Regions from separate parts of the Zea mays genome. Here region 1 is linked to region 2. A link is a contact called in public Hi-C data. All regions are on one chromosome and are shown on one strand. The core of a region is the stretch at or near the end of the contact, and the rest is flanking DNA. Distances in the headings are between cores, read along the strand shown.

Region 1 (3,110 bases), core at 95-2,594, 280 kb after region 2:
TCGCTCGTTGGGAGATTCTCCTACTTCTGAGGCTTCGTCCCGGGATACGGGCTGCGCTGGATCCCGTTCCTTAGCTTCGTAATGTCGTCGCACGTTCCGGCGTCTGTTCCTCCGTTGTCGTGCTTCACGCTGGGTAGGTTCTTCCCCTTGCATGGTAGACTCATCGTCGGAGATGGGTGATGACTCTAATCTCCCCCGATGAAGAGGACGTCGGGGTAGAAAGGAGTCGTCGCGATGGCGCTCTTCTTTCCGTCCTCCTTTGAGGGTGAAGGTGTCGGAAAGACGGCTCAGCGTGCTCTCGTCCCCTAACTCAGAATGTTTGCTTCCTTCTTTCGAGTGATCCGTGTCCACTCCTTTGTGGGCGAGGTGGACATCAGAGTTTTTCGGGTAGGTGAGCTCCGGCCTTCGGTTTGTAAGAGGTCATCTTCGCTTGAGATGTGGGTGGTGGCACCACCCGCTATTCTGCTCTGGCTCTCCTCGGGATTTCCGAGGAAAGCTTCTTCTCCGGCGGATCTGCTATGCGGTGCAGAGTTTCCTCTTCATCTACTACGGATGAGATGGTTCCAAAGCAGAACATAGTCTCGGGACGAAGGGCGATCTTGCACTTGGAGGTGATGGCCATTGAGCTAGCTTGGATCAACGACACCCCCCTACCCGGCGCGCCAGCTGTCGGTGTTTAGAGCCCGACCACACACCTAGGGTTACCCTTGTGGTGCTTTTGGGTAGGAAAGTGCTGTTGAGTGTAACTCAATGGTTCTTGCTGGATGCACGAAAGAGAGAGACAAACAATTTTCTGCAGATTCGGGCCGCTTGGAGAGGCGTAATACCCTACTTCCTGGTGTGGATCTATATGTGGTGGGTTACAAGCGATGTCTCCTGGATGGAGAGAAGCTAATGAGATAGGTAGATGGGAATGAAAATGATGTGGTACCCTCTGCGCCTTATATACACGACCGTAGGGCACTCCATACTTACATCATGATCACATATTTCCTAAATAATAGTGAACCGACTGAACTGTTCTTCCGAAAACATCGCCGATTCATCCCTAATCCGCGCCGACATTTGTGGGCGCCACGCGTGGGAAAGTCGGACGGTATCTTTGGATAACACATGATTTGACGGGATGCCTGAGCTTGAGTCTGTGTCTGTCACCTTCTCATGTCGGCCCATTACGCTAGTAGTTTTTGTCCTGCCCATGAAGGGATGGCCTTGCGAGGTAACTGGCCCGATGCCCCACGCGAGGGCCTTTCGCCTTCTAGTGGACCCGGGGATATCTGTCCCCACAGGTCGGGTGGGATTTGATCCGTCCGTTTTTAAACCTAACGGAGGCACAATAACCGTGTACATTATTGACTTAATAGACAGTACAAATAGTATAGATAAAGAAGAGAGAGATGAGATGGGGATTGGGGAATGCGGGATGCGTGTGACGCGTGGACCCCGCACGCAAACCCTAGATCGGAAGCCGCACCCGGGCACATGACCGCCTTATCCCCGAGTCAGACCAGCGGCGGCCGGAACCGGGAGCCCCGTTGCTGGCCACGCCCCCACCGCTCGCGCGCGTCGAGCAGCTTCTCGTCGTAGTTGAGCCTACGCTTGGCGCCTACCGCCGGTTCCGCTGCCGGGTGTCCTCCCTTCGTGCCGCTGACACCAGAGGGTAGGATCCCCGCGCTTTCGACCAGCAGATCCCGCCGCGACCCAGGTAATCGATACACCTGTTCTGTGGGAGTCAAGTGCTTCCTGGGGTTTGTCCGTGACTTCTTGAATTCGGCTTCATTAATCCTAGTCGGCCACACGGATCCGTACTACTGAAAACCAGAACTTCGATTAGGTTTTTCTGTGCCCGCTTATCTGCCGCTTGCTTTCTCAAAGTAATGTATCATGGTACACTGAGCGCCTCCTTGAGAAAAGAAGCAACAAGTTCAATTCTTCACTTGTATTTCATCCTGGAAGATATGTTTAAAATGCACATGAATCAAAACATCGCTATTATTCCCACACCGAGTTTATTTCAAGTTTGCTTGTGGCAGAGGAAAGCCTGGAATCCTCCAGTTACTAGTTTTGCCATTCAGTCCGCTCACTAGGGGCGTGATTAGTTCTGGTTTCTACTTTCTAGGTAGCCAGGCTGACATGTGGCAGCCAGGGTCTCTGCATGTAGGAGCACCTTCTTTGGTTCATGTTTCCATCCATACCATCTCATCGCATAGCTTGATTGGTTGGTCTCTCCCTACTCGCCTTGTGCAGGCGCCAAGAGAGCAGCAGACATGTGACGTGCACTGCGTGAGCTAGGCTCCCCAGAAACAAAATCCCATTTCATTTCTTGGCCTAATTTGCACCCACAAATCCTTGCCCATGTGGACGTCCGTCGAACCAAACATCTACCTCCTGCATGCTGCATCCAACCAGCCTGTTCTGACTGCATGCATGAAACCAATCACACCTTAGATATCTAGTCATTTCCATAGGGGCAGTACCTTCTGTTTGCACATGAAATCCTATATTTCTACAACTATTTATGAAGCTGAACTGCTGAACTACTGATGTTTGGGTTGTTATTAAACATTGCATTTAACCATTGGAGATGTTTGTTATCACTTTAAAATTATTAATGGAAAAAGTACAAATTACTCCCCTCACCTATGGACAATGTTCACAACTTCACATAGCCCCCCACAGTGTTTTTAGTTCATTTTACACCTCCATTCGTTTGAGTTGATTTAATTTACCCCTTTACAGAATTTGTCTTTTTCCTTGTGTAATAGACACACATGGAGTGTCTCAAAGAAATCAGTTAGTAGCCTAATTCTTGAACTTGTTGTCCCTTTGTAGGAAGGAGACACTTATGGGGAAGGGACAAATATTAGCTGTTCTTCAAATAGGTGGAGAATTCAACACCGATGAAGATGGACACATGTCATATTCTGGTGGAGAGGCACATGCTATGCATGTTCAAAGTGACTGGACTTTTAGTGCATTTAAGCAAGAGATATCGTCAACACTTAACAATCTGAAGCTTGACCAGTTTGCATTCAAGTATTTCCTTCCAAAGAATGATAAAACTTTGATCTCTATTTCCAATGACAAGGACCTACGACGCATGGTTGAAT
Region 2 (3,136 bases), core at 359-2,858:
ATACAGATCGGTGTATATCACACGAATAGAAAGAAGTACAAGTCGGACCTGTTTGAACGGGCTGTGAGACACGAGTAGAAATTTGCGACCTATGCATGTGATTTTCGATTTTAGAGAATAGGACTAGTACATAACAAAATAAGTTTGAGTACCTAATTAAATAGGGAACAAGGTCGAGTACCTAACTAGGGGATTTACATGTTTCGAGAGTACTTAACGACATATAATCGAACAAGTTTGATTATAGAAGAAAAAAAAAACCGATATGTAAATCGACCGGCCAGCATTGATATACTACAATGGCAGGTCGTACTCGGCTCGATCGATTATTAATATTATTCAGCTTCGTGTACTACACATGTATACCGGCGACGCATGCACCGCCACGCGGATCAGATGTTGCATTGATGAGCCTGACGGTGGCTCGCCGTCGACAGATCTGGGTGCCACGAAAAGCCTGCGCCCTCGAGAATACGCCGGCGGCGATTCCGGCCTCTCGGTTCGACGTGCAGGTGCAGCTCAGCTGTCGTCAGGCCGCCGGGCCTGGGCGCCCTTTTTACATTTGGAGCACATCTTTGCACCAATCTAGCTAGCTACTGCAAATTCGTTTCCCTTGCGGTAATAACCTGCCACTACCACTACTGAAACACCTGCCGCCGGCGAGGCTCCTCGTCGCTGTGACGGCGTGTGTGCCGACGAACAAAGCATGGTCGTCGTCGATGATGCAGCACAAGAGATAGCAGTCGTGCAGAGTTCTAACTTCTAAGCCAAATCGATTGGATCCAACCTGAACGCGCACACGCAGCCAAACCAAAAGGCCGCACGCGTTTATTGAAGATGCATGGGATCTTTTGAGCCAAACCAAACTCCGTCTCAAAAATACACACTCATACTATTACTATCTAATATCTATCCACAAAATTGTCCCCGCGTCGCCGGCTCGGCTCGGCTCGGTTCGAGTTCGACGCGCGCGGGGCTGGCCTCTTTTGTCCTCCTCTCTCCCCCTCTGGCGGCTACGCTGCCGCCGTGCCATCATCACCGCCGCCGCCGAGCGGCTTGACGCTGGCGAGGAAGGACGGCTGCGCGCGGTCGCCGGGCATGAAGACGACGACCTTGGGCTCGCGGTCCAGCGGCGCGAGCGCCGCCCTCTCGTCGGCCGCCCCATCATCCCGCCGCCGCGAGGACGACGCCTTCTTGCGCGTGCAGATGAGCACGAGCAGAGCCGTCGCGATGACGCACATCATGAAGGCCAGGCCTAGGAAGACGTATGGGGTCGGCGTCTTCCATAGGCTCGGCGGGGCCCCGCCTGCGCCGCCCGTTAGCTTCGCCGAAACACCTCCACCATCTCTCCCCGGCCTCATCTTCTTCTTCTTCTCTCTCTCTCTCGCTCTCGCTCTTGCTTTTATGTGTACTAGCAGCGCAACGAAGAGACCTCTAGCTATTGCCTATTGGGCTATTGGCTTGTTTCTGGGATCTTCGGTGGAATGGAAATGATAATGGCGAATGAAGGAGAGAGCGGGAGGTATATATAGTGGCGGGGGGAGGTCAGCGGAGAAAGGAAACCACTTCCTGCTTGCTGTGCCGAGTTGGCTGCTGCATGCCCCAGCCCCCAGGTCAGGCGAGATGATCAGGTGCTGCGGGGTGTGTCATCATGGCCTCATAGTCGTAGTCATAGCTACCGCAGGCGCACGCTGCAGAAAGGAGTGAGAGGAGAATTGACTGGAGGGCGGGTGCAGATTAGCAGGGGGCGGCGCGGCGGGCGCCACCGGGTTTGCCGGTTTGGACGGAAGGTGAAACCGCTACGGGGCTAGCACCTGATCATCGGTGGTAGTTTAGATACTCTGTCCATTCACAATTACTAGAAAAGAAAACGCCCTATCAGGCAGGCGCGGGACATTTCACGCAAGTAGTGGAACAAGCTATTCCGTATGTTATAGACAGGGTGTGCCCAGTATTTGAAGGATGGGTATTCGAAATTCTAGTAGACATACTTTTTTAGGAGCCTAAAATTGTTATTCATGCTAGGAACATATATGTGTATGGGTGTGGATTAAATTTTGTCTCGTAGTTATAGATTTGCAAACCATATACTCGTGTCCCAACTCCCAATCCCTAGTCGCACGGTAGGAAAATGAAAAAGACCAGCAAAAAGCGAAGTTTGAGTCAAATAGCTTTAAAATGGTGTTATTTTATATTTTTACAATATTTCACTTCATAGATATAATATGTATACACATAAATTCTATTGCCAAAAAATAATGGGTATTCAATTAAATACCCTTGCTTCTACATGGGCTCGCCCCCGGTTATAGCGTATAGGACAACCATTTTGATGCGGCCACAAAATTAAAAGGTCGAGTACCTTAAGATTAGTACTAACAATAATCATATGTCAGAACAAATGATTGTTGTAACACAAATCACATTAAGTTGAGATAATGGGCTACAAAGTATTTTGAGGTACTAAACTGACCCAAGAGAAGAAATGATCTATTTCGTCAGAGGAAAGGCATCGCCTGAATATAGTAGGGAGAGGCATTAGGAAAATTTTCATTACACCATTAAGGCAGAGTTCTCTAATATGAGCTTCTCTGAGCGCTCTGTTTAGACTGCCGATTTCAGATCGAAGGGACGTGTTCTCTGCTGCAAGGGACTTCACTTGTGTACCCTACAACAAGGGGAGCAGAAGTATAAGACTGAAAATATGTTGTAAGAGGACAATATTCCAAGCCAGATTCCGTTGCCATGTTTCAGTATACTGCTTTTCATTGTGCAACTGTCAAACACACACCCGTTTTCTCAGCCTTAATCGTCTTGCAATCGATGAACCACAAAACATCTATTGCCTAAACATGGCAGGTTCTAAATAGAAATATCAAGATTTTAAGGGCGGAATTCTGCCAAAATTTTAAAAAATACCTACCGAAATTCAACCCTTCAGAATATCTTTTTTTTAACTGTCAGTTTGCAACCACTCCTATGCAATAACGGACGGGGCATACATACCTTGGCTGATAAGTCAGATGGTACTGCATTATGAGCTGGAAGCGTCACACCAGGTGGTGGAGGTATCGCTATGCATATCGCCCTCGAGTTAAAGACATTTGTAGCACTGGACTTAATTACTGGAGCTGGA

Evidence for each region. A called contact is a pair of places that touch in the nucleus more often than the background predicts.
Region 1: a Hi-C map of bundle sheath shows a contact between it and region 2, with 3 times the contacts expected there. The contact joins the promoter of LOC103638764 here to the promoter of LOC103638763 in region 2. A contact is called at or near these places in 2 of 25 Hi-C or Micro-C datasets (bundle sheath and leaf).

Annotation. Positions count from the first base shown.
Region 1 is chr9:103,577,000-103,580,109 of Zm-B73-REFERENCE-NAM-5.0, forward strand. LOC103638764 reads left to right here and starts at 1,345. Exons shown (of 3, transcript XM_008661583.4): 1 at 1,345-1,705; 2 at 2,833-3,110. The coding sequence starts at 2,846.
Region 2 is chr9:103,292,113-103,295,248 of Zm-B73-REFERENCE-NAM-5.0, forward strand. LOC103638763 reads right to left here and starts at 1,609. Exons shown (of 1, transcript XM_008661582.4): 1 at 777-1,609. The coding sequence starts at 1,361. The coding sequence ends at 1,014.